Linked DNA regions of Muntiacus reevesi: region 1 is linked to region 2. Evidence: chromatin contacts called from public Hi-C data. All regions are on one chromosome and are shown on one strand. Each heading gives the region's core, a stretch centred on a gene start, on an enhancer-like site or on the middle of the called end of the contact. The rest is flanking DNA. Distances are from core to core; before and after follow the strand shown.

Region 1 (5,257 bases), core at 687-3,186, 170 kb before region 2:
CACATCAGATTGAGACCACACTGTAAAGAGCCTTGCATGCCAAGAACGTACGTGCAGGCTAAGTTGCTTCTGTCGTGTACAAATCTTTGCAACCCTATGGACTGTAGCCTGCCAGGCTCCTCTGTCTGTAGGATTTTCCAGGCAAGAACACTGAGGTGGGTTGCCATGCCCTACTCCAGGGGGATCTTCTTAACCCAGGGACTGAACCTGCGTCTCCTATGTCTCCTGCATTGTCAGGCAGGTTCTTTACCACTAGGGCCATACAGCTGAGAGTCATAAAAACCTTTAAGGGAAACAGTGAATGCATAGTCAAAGCACCAGGAAAGTGTTACGACTTTGATTACAGAAAAGATCTAACACAGGAGGAACGAAAAAAAGCTGGCTCCAGGTCATACCAAAAAGACAGTCTATAGCTACAAATAAAGAAAGGCTGTCACAGACGAAAATGGCAACGAATAAGCCATTTCATCCTTTGCTTTTATGTGTAATTTAAAAGGTTCAACAATAGATGCAGCCATGGACGCTCTAGTTCATTGATCGGTCGTCTTGAGGTCCTCCTTGGAAGGCACAGGCTGTAAGAAAGCTTCTGGACAGTCGTGTAAAAGAGCTGGAGTTTGGGTTTTGTTTTGTTTTATTTTAAGGGCTACATTTAAAACACAGTATTAGTTGCGAGGAGTTTCCCGACATTGAAAAGATGGGCAGGCCTGTCAACTCCAAGGTCTTCCACTATTGCATCATTTGAAATGAAGCCTCCTCAGGCAGCGACTCGTAAAATTCAAGTCAGGTAAAATGGCAGCAGCAGCAGCTGCCTGTGCCGCCGCCGCTGGCGGCTTCAACTTCAAGAGCGAGAAAGAGAGCGTGTCTCTGCGGAGCTGCCAACTGCTCGCAGCAAGTCAATAAATCAACAGGTCCTGCGCGCGCGCCCGAGGGTGCTCAGACCCCGGCGTGCCAGCCACAGGAGGAAGTGGCTAATTATTTAAAGGCAGTATAGAGACCGCAGTTGAAGGTCGGAGTCGGTTCTCCCTGCGCCTTCCCTCCGTCTACCACCCACTCTGGGAATCTGATGTTGAAAGCACCAATTTCTGGGCTGCTGCTCCAGGCCCCTAGCCCTCCAACTCAAGGGCAGCTCTGCCTCGCCCGCTGGTGCAGACACCCCGAGGGCTCCTTCTTCCTCCTGCTGGCCCCCTCCTCTCATCGACTGCAAGCCCTTCGATTCTGCCACCGGAAACTTCCATAGAAGGTGAGATTCCCAGATCAGGAGACGGTTCCACAAACTCCAAAGCGCCAGTGTCGGAACTTCAGGGTCAGACCCCATAAAGCCTAGGCGTCCCTAGCAAGGCTCAGAACTGCTCTATACTGCGGGTCCTGCGCTCCGCATGCTCGCACCCCTCCACCAGCCGCCCGGTCGCGGTGCCCTCGCTTCCCACAACCCCAGGCGTGATGCCTGGAACCTCAGCAGCGCCTCCGATCCGAGCGCCGCAGAGACCCTCCTCGCTCCAGCAGGGACGGACTTCCCAAGGTCGGGTGTCCCCACTCGCAACCCCCGTCTCCTCCTCCGGGCGGGCGACTGTAGGTTCCAGACAGGCAACCGAGGGGGCGGGGCCTTGGCCGTCCCTGCCGAGCTCGCTCAACCCTGCCGAGCTCGCTCATCCCTCCCGGGCTCCAGGGGTAGTGCCCACACTCCCCACCGGTCAGTACCTCGTCCACTTCCAACTCTGCTCCGTTGCCGACGAGCGCCATGTTCCTCCTCCGGCTGCCGCCGCCCAAAAACCAAACAGGGAGCTCAGGACCAACTCAGTTTCTCAGCCCAGCGCCAGCACGGGAGGAAGAGGGCGGCCCAGCGCTCCCGCCGGGTCCCAGGCGGGGCCAGCGCGCGGCTGAGCAAGTGCTTTCCCCGCCCCCGGCGCCTGCACATCCGCCGAGCATCCATTTCTCAAGCCGGCGCCGGGTGGCCCCCTCGACATAAGCTCCGCCCCCTGCAGGCCTCGCCCCACCCTCTACGAGGCTCTGACTAGAGAAGCCAATCAGATTCTTGCAACGCGTCTCCACCTCCAGACAGCATCCACTTCGGATCCCCTTGGGCGGTCATTCCGTGGGCGGAGTCACTTTGTGGGCGGAGTCACTCGCGAACCTGGCAGGTCTCGCCCACCCTGTGGGAAGGTATTGAATACCTAGGAGTATTCTAGCGCTCTGTGCGGAGGCTATTGCTCGCCAGCGGCCAAGGGAGCACCGGCTTAGCGTGGCCAAAATGAAAGCCACGCTATCCCCGAGGCCCATTTGAAGCGTCCACCTGGTCCTGAGCCAATGCCAAGTCCCTTCCCTCGCCAAGTGGGCACTGCGTCTCGCAAATGGTGAGGCCAGAAAGCAACTTCGCGTCAAGGTCACCAGTCACCCAGAGGTCTTTGTCATTCCACCTACCCAGACACTAGGTGAGGGACATCGTCTTCCCATACAGGGATGATGTGTTTGCTTCTGTGTATGTCTGATAAATAAATTAAAAATCATGAGACAGATATTTATGCAACTTAGAGTTCTCTTCTTCCAATATTCTGTCACAATGAACCCTTTTGTAATCCCAAACATATGTGCGTAAATCGTGCTTGATCTATATACCCATGAGAGTAGGGATGGGTTGCTGTGTCTTCTTCAAAGTTGTATTCCCAACACCTAGAACAGTGCCTTGCAGTGGGTGCTCAAAAAATATTTACTGGCTTCCTTTAGAAATTGATTCCTGTGTCTAACACAACTGAAAAATTATGAGCTGAATTTTGGGAGTATTGAGGGGGGCATTAGTCAGCTTTATTTTACATGCAATAAAATTCACCAGTTTTAAGCTGCTAATTTGATAAATGTTTACAAAACACCATTCCAATCATATTTTAGAACACACTGATAAAGTTCCCTGTGCCTGTTTGCTGTCAATTTCTTTCACCCACTCTCTGGCCTGGGGCAACCACTGATCTGCTTTCTATCACTTCATCTTGCCTTTTCTAGAATTTCATATCTATAAGTTAATCATAGGGCACATGGTCTTTTGTGTCTGGCTCATGAAAGGCATTTAATGGTCATCCAGCGACAACTACAAAGATTACTAACATTTATTGAGTACTTCCTATGCTCCAGGACTATCCTGAGCCCCTTGTTTAATTTACATCATCTATCCTTCGTAACCCCATGAAGTAGATACTGTTAACTTACAGATGAGTAAAATGAGGCTCACAGGGTTCAAGTAATTTGTTTGCAGTCAGACATCTATTAAGGAAGTAAGAATGCCAGAATCTCAACTTCAGCAATCTGACTTAAGGGTGTGGTGGTAACCATTGTTCCACACTGCCTCCAACCACCACCTTCCCCTTCTCTCTCCCTATTTCAGTAGAGCAGCTGCCAACACGTGTCTGTTACACGTACTTTCAGTGAGTCACCTTTGCATCCTTGAAACTTGCTCTACAGTTTTAATGAGTCACTACGTACCTTTATACTAGAAAAATGAAATGGTTCTACCTCACAAGCAGATTAGATTATGGTGATGACTGCACAACTTTACGATTCATTGCAAATCCTTGAATTGTATCACGTAATGGGTGGATTTTGTGCCCCTATATATTATATTTCAGCATCACCACTTTTAAAAACAAGCTAATACATTCTTGCAGCACTCTTAGAATCAGGTATGTGAGGCTAGAAGGGACCTGGGGTCATTTAATTACAATACCCCTGAAAGTTTCCATTCCTCCCCCAACCTCCTGTTTATACTTAGATTTCTGAGGCTGGATTTCCTGTCTGGGTCCAGATCCCACTCCTTATTACTCATGCATGATTCCCTTTTTTTAAAGTTCATTGGCTCCCAAATTAATATCACATTTTTTAACATTAAGCCATCTCGTGGTGACTTTTTCCTCTCCTGTATGCTTTGTTATTTTCTTTCAATTTCAACTCCTCAAATTTTAAAGAGATACAAAAGAACTTGGCTCTATTGAGTGGCATGATGATGTCAAAGTGAGAATCAAGTTTAATTTTTCAGAAATCATTCTTATAAATAAAATTTGGTAGTCTCTTTTTTAATCAGAGACCAAATCTGAAACCCTGTGTATTTTAAATTCATGTCACTAGATGAGTAGCATTCCTGTTTCTGAGGGAGCCAATTATGAACACAGAATGAATAAGTGTGACCTAGCCCCTGGAACATATAATCAAATTTGCTGTGCTCATGGCAGATGCCAACTTCCCCTTCTTGCACATGTGTGATTCTACAAGATTATGAATCACAAATATAAAAGAGCTTTTTGCAAAGAATAATTAAAATGAATTCATTTCTGTAACAGAATTCCCCTTTCCAGTTTGCTGATCATGATGTACTCTATCAGTCAAGTGAGATTAGTCAAACATTCCATTTCCCAAAAGAAACTAGAATTAAAAAAAAAAAAAAAAAATATATATATATATATATATATATATATATATATATATATAAAAGAAGCTAGAATAGAGGTTCTGCAAAAACAGTGTCCGAATTTTTTTTTTTTTTTAAGATACATCTACTGGGAGCTGTTTGAGTTTCAAATCTTGCAGACAATCTAATCTTTAGTATTCCTAAACCTGTTTACCTTTAGCACTTGTAAGGTTTTTTTTTTAAGTTGATGCATGCATGCTAAGTCACTTCAGTCATGTCTGACCCTTTGCAACCCTATGGACTGTAGCCCTCCAGACTCCTCTGTCCATAGGATTCTCCAGGCAAGAATACTGGTTTGGGTTGCCATGCCCTCTTCTAAGGAATCTTCCTGACCCAGGGATCAAACCTGAATCTCTTATGCGTCCTGCATTGGCAGGCAAGTTCTTTACCACTAGCACCACCTGGAAAGCCCTTTTTAGTACCTTCATCATTTGTGTAGGAGAGAGAATGATTTTGCATTTAGAAATGAAAAATTTTAGATGCTTGTTTCATATCATTGTAAGTCATGCGTTTGTCAGTGGCTTTGTCCCACATTCATATCTTAGCTCAACAAGGAGAACTTCCCCTTCTAAATTATCCCTCCTTCTCTGTCACCCACAAGGTGTCTTCCTGCTGCCTTAGCACTTATCACTATCTGAAAATATCTTGTTCATTTTTCTGTTTACTTGCTTGTGGTCTATCTCTGCCAACAACAACATCCACACATTAGCTGTGATGTAAGCTCCATGAGGGAAGGAACCTTGTGTTTTGTGTCTACAACAAAACCCTAGTGCCTAACACTTAATGAATATTTCATAAATGGTTATT
Region 2 (5,298 bases), core at 890-3,389:
CATGTTAGGTAAACAAGAGACAACACAGAATTGACCTTGTAATTACTAGAAACACATGGAAAATCTCCAAGTATTTGGTAACAGTCTGATTTGCGTGCATGTGTGCTTGGTTGTGTCCAACTCTTTGTGACCCCATGGACTGTAGCCCACCAGGCTCCTCTGTCCATGGGATTTTCCAGGCAAAAATACTGGAGTGGGCTGCCATTTCCTCCTCCAGGGGATCTTCCTGACCCAGGGATCGAATCCAAGTCTCCTGCATCTCCTTCACTGGGAGGTGGATTCTTTATGCCTGAGACACCTGGGAAGCCCCAACAATCTGATTTACTGTGTAATTATTAGAACTTTCTGCTCAGCATCCTTCATTAGCTCTGTTGCTTGGTAAACCAAGTATGACCTAGAAGGCCCTCTGTGATCTCCACCATGTCATCTTACTCCCAACACATTCCCAACCCCAAGATCACACACACAGAGCTTTCTTCAGTTTTTCAAATGCCTCATGCTGTTTCCTTATCCTGATGTTTGTAACTTCCATGTTTTCCAATTTCTTCTAACTTGGTCAATCTATAACCATCTTCCCAGATTGAACTTAAAGCTTTCTATAAAGCTTTTCTGGTTGTCCAGGGTTGACATTAACAGTGGAAAAGACCTTGATGCTGGAAATAATTGAGGGCAGGAGGAGAAGGGGGCGACAGAGGATGAGATGGTTGGATGGCATCACCAACTCAATGGACATGAGTCTGAGCAAACTCTAAGAGTTGGTAAAGGACAGGGAATCCTGGCATGCTGCAGTCCATGGGGTCACAAAGAGACACGACTTCGGGACTGAACAACAATCACAGTGGTACCTTTGGTATTTCTTGCTGTACAATATTCACTTCTGTGATTTTGCTAAAACAACAAAAAAAAATTATAAATATTTAAAACTTGTAAAAAAATTGGCCCTAATATCGTTAGTTTGCTGTAACTTCCATTTTCCTTTCTCCATGTTACAGTGGGCTATTTTTTCCTTTCCGTAAACTCTTTGAAGCAATTATCTTCTTTCTGCCTAGACTATTAAGAAGTGAGATGTGCCTCCTTTCTTAATCTAAATGACTAAACTCAAGCCAATTAAAGTTTCAGTGCTACACGAATCAGGGAGGGCTTAATCTCAATTGGTATTTGCATTTATGACCGTTGCTTCTCCTGGGGAAGACGGCCTCTGTTACACCTGGTTTCAGGTTGATTACAATCGACACGGGACTATTTTAGCATAAAAGGCTCGATTTGTATTAAACACCTTTTTGGGAAGAGAAGGTAGTGGTGCTGAAGAAAAAATCCTTTATCAAAATCCTGCCAGTTTGCACTGTTCTTTGGGGAATAGGCTTTCAATAGCCAAGGAACAAAAGAGCTTTTGGTTTTCCAATCTCCCTGAGGCGTTAGCGGCTTCCAGGAGAAATCTTAAGTGTAAATTATCAACGAGGAAAGCGTGTGTTGTGTGTGTGTTGCGGGGCTGGGTGGGGGCGTAGGAAGAGGAGGAGGGCAGGAAAGCAAGCAGGCGCACACGCTAAGGTTCCGAGGACTTTTTCGCGAGGTACCTGTTTATGTAATATTTATAGTTAGAGGCGCTGCAACGGCATCAGCGCACTGACCCGCACTTTCGGCTCCGTTTACAAGCACAAGCTGGGATACAATGGGGGTGGGAGGAGGGGACTAGAAGCGTCGGGCAGTTGGGAGCTTAGACTGCGGGAAACCAGCCACTGGTGCAGAAGCCGAGCCCAGAGAATTTCCCCCTGGCTCCAGACTATGGACCCCGAAGGAGGGCGGTGATACTAAGGGTCGGCAGGGGAGCTAGCGTAAATATGGAGCACCTGGGATTCGACTTCTTAAGATTTTTATTCAGTAGGCGGGTTTCTGAGCTAGGGCTTGGAAACCGGCCTGTTCAGCCAGCTCCCTGGGGATTCTAGGATGTGACCCGGGAACCTCACGCCGAGACTCTTCCAGGGCGCGGGACCTGGCGTGCTCACGCGCGGAAAGGACGCTCCAGGAGCGGGGCCGCGCGCGATCGCTAGCGCGCCGCTCCCCAGCAACAGCGCATGCGCCGGTTGCCTTCCAGTGAGGCCGCGCAGCTCCGCGGGCCCGGATCCTCCAATCCGAGCCCGGCGTTCTCCGAGTGCGTATCCTGGAGCTGCGGGCTGCGGGAGGCGGGAGGAAAGGGGCAGGCCGGGGCGGGGCTAGGGGCCCCCCGAAAGTCTGCGGAGGTCTGCTAGAGAAGTCTAGTCTCCGGAAGTGGCCGTTGTAAACACAGTCGCTCGGGGGCTGGTCTCCCTTCTTTCCCCGCTGTGCTATTCGTTTCCCTTCCCCGGGTCCTAGAGTCCGTCGGGTTCCAACAGTTTTTGCTCTGACCCCGAGGTCGGCCGGGGCCTCTTTCTGCCTTTGAGATTTGAAGCTGCCCCAGGGGCCGCGGCTGTGCAGTTTGGATCGCGGGAGCCCCCTGAGGTAACCATCAGATGTGGGTGGAGGAGAAAGACGGGCTGGGAGGTGTTGAGAGGAACGGTTATAGGGGGGCTGCAGTTAAGGTTATGAGGGACCCTGAGTTAGTTTGAGGCTGTTCTGTCAATGGGGGCTCGCCTCCAGTTCCTTGGGCTGGGCCTTTCCGCCCACCTGGAGAAAGATGCTTCTGGATCATCCTAGCCAAAGACCACTGCCTCAGAACACAGAAGACAGGGTAGGGTCCAGAGGGCAGGACTCAGAGCCTGGACTTGGAGCTTCTTAAGTTTACAACTCCGGATTGCCGGGCTCTTTCCCTCTCAAGAATCAGTAAGTCCTTCGAGGACAAGAACCAGATCATTTTCATCCCTTTTAATAAAAATGCCAGCCACACACTAGACACTTTATAAATGTTTGATAAGTGAAAGAATGAGTTGTGCTAGGCTGTCTTCTGTAGCTTCATGTACATGTAACTTCATGACTCTTAAGAGAAAAGAGAGCTCTGAGTTGCTCCGTGGCTGTACGATTTCTGCAGAAGTGGAGTCTCCTTTTGACTGTTCTTTATTCCAGGTGATATTTATCCTAGGCAGTTCCACCCCCCTCCCCCCCCGTTTTAAGCAGATCGCCAATGATAACCACTTAAATTTACTTGAGAACCAATTTCAGTTGGTGTCCAAGTCTTTTGAACACATTACACATTGATGTTTATTTAGTTGTTTTCATAATCTTGAAGGAGAGAACCTACCATTTTTTGTCACTTGTTTTATTGAACAGTTAGTGTCTAGTAACAAAACAAGCAGAGAGCAGGAAAGGAACTTGGTTTCCCATGAAATGAGGAAACAAAGGCAGTACAACCTTCACAAGAAAAGATGAAAGCAGTTATTTTAGTTTGGAGCTTTCTGTATCAGTCCTCGTGGAGACTTTTATTAGCTGTGTGACCTCAGGCAAATCACCTAAGCTCCCTGGGCATTAAAATGCCTTATCTGTCAGATAAGAAGGATAGACTGGATCTCTGAAGTCTCATTTAATCCTAAAATAATTTGATTGCCTCAGCCCATTTGTCTTGGTTTTGTTTTGATAAAAGAACCAAACATCTTTTTAAAAGGTGAAATATGTTTGCTAATAGACACCCATACTACAGATGTGGTTAGTATTGAAGACAGCACTGTGTTATGAAAGAGAATGAATTTAGGAGTCAGCCACAATATGAACTTGAATTCTAACCCCCCCACTGGATATCTTTATACACAAGTTACTCAGCCTCTCCAAGCCTCAGTGTTCTCATCTGTGAAACATGCATAATAATCTGTAGGGTATTGGGAAGATTCACTGAGCTCAGATATGTTTAATGTAGTGTCTGGTATGCAGGAAGTGCTCAATAACAGTCTTCATCTTTTCATTCTCCCTGCCCCTCCCCTTTCCCCTGATCTGTGCAGACACACTAAGAGAGATCATTGTGTTCTGGATGACCTACAGAAGGGCTCAGATGTGAGACAGGAAAACTTCTTGCCAGTAGCAGCTCTGAAATCTAAAACAGAATTGTCTTCTTGGCTGGTACTTACTCTCAGGATGTCCAGACCATTGATCCCTTGTCCTCAATTGCCCCATAACTATTTCTAAAAAACTTCTTGACGAATGATGTACTAAACATCCCCTCATGTTTTGGGGCTTCTCTTGTGACTCAGCCTGCAATGCGGGAGACCTGGGTTCAATCCCTGGGTTGGGAAGATCCCCTGGAGAAGGAAAAGGCTGCCCACTCCAGTATTCTGGCTTAGAGAATTCAGTGGACTGTATAGTCCGTGTTTTGCATGGACATGGCTGAGCGACTTTCACTTTCTTTCATCTGTTTTAGTGGGAATGGTGAGAATTAGACCAACTTCACTACCAAGAGAACATAAAGATAGTAACACATTAATGTAAGAAACTGATTTAAACTTTGCCTTTATCCATCACTGCCCAGTGGGTGCCCTGCATTTGGCCCAACTCTGGAAATCCCTTCTGGATTGAGAAATTAACTGGACGTCTGGGTCATCTTTTATTAAGACCCTGACTTGTAGTTTGGATGTGTGGAAAAATGATCTGTGTTTAAGAACTTGGCAGTACGGAGCAGAAGTGCTTCCCTGACTTGTGAGGGAAGCCACGGCGTGAGCCGTGTGTTAAAGGTTAATGGCAAAGGTACGGAGCAAAGCTCTGGAGATAGCTAATTTGGATTTGAATCCTTACTCTGTCACTTACTAGAGATGTCACTTTGGACAAGTGATGGAGTATCTTTAAGCCCCAGTTTCCAGGGTATAAAATGGGGATATTAACAGTATCTTCCCCTTGGGGTTGGTGTAGAGTGAAATGAGATAATCTAAGTGTGATATCTGGAGAAGGGATGTTTATATGTGCACAGTAGGAATGATGAGGGAAGGGTATGGCTTTGGGGTATCAACTTGTTCACAGATAATGGAATTATACAATATGTGTCCTTTTGTGTCTGGCTTCTTTCACTTAGCATAATGTTTTCAACATTCATCCATGTTGTGGCATATATTGGTACTTCATTCCTTTTTATGGTTGAATAATATGTCATGTTGTTTATATATTGGCAAATTGATGGATATTTGGGTTTTTACTTCTTGGCTGTCTATGAATAACGCAGCATGAACGTCTGTATACATCTTTTTACAGAAGTCCAGTAGTTATCTTAGAATATGTCTTGGTGTTGCTTGTGCTGGGTTCGTGTTCGCAGATATGTAGCTTGTTTTTTGGAACTGTGGATTAGAGTATTTTTATATTTAAGAAAACTTTTCTTGAATTACAGTTTTTAGTGTTTGTTCTGTTTCCCTT

The links. A called contact is a pair of places that touch in the nucleus more often than the background predicts.
Region 1: a contact with region 2 is called in a Hi-C map of muscle, with 2.7 times the contacts expected there. The contact joins the promoter of TTC39B here to the promoter of CCDC171 in region 2. A contact is called at or near these places in 2 of 3 Hi-C or Micro-C datasets (blood and muscle).

Annotation. Positions count from the first base shown.
Region 1 is chr17:27,324,107-27,329,363 of mMunRee1.1, reverse strand. TTC39B (tetratricopeptide repeat domain 39B) reads right to left here and starts at 1,936. Exons shown (of 19, transcript XM_065907755.1): 1 at 1,699-1,936. The coding sequence starts at 1,740.
Region 2 is chr17:27,151,093-27,156,390 of mMunRee1.1, reverse strand. It overlaps CCDC171 (coiled-coil domain containing 171), which reads left to right and starts at 2,139. Exons shown (of 26, transcript XM_065908260.1): 1 at 2,139-2,149.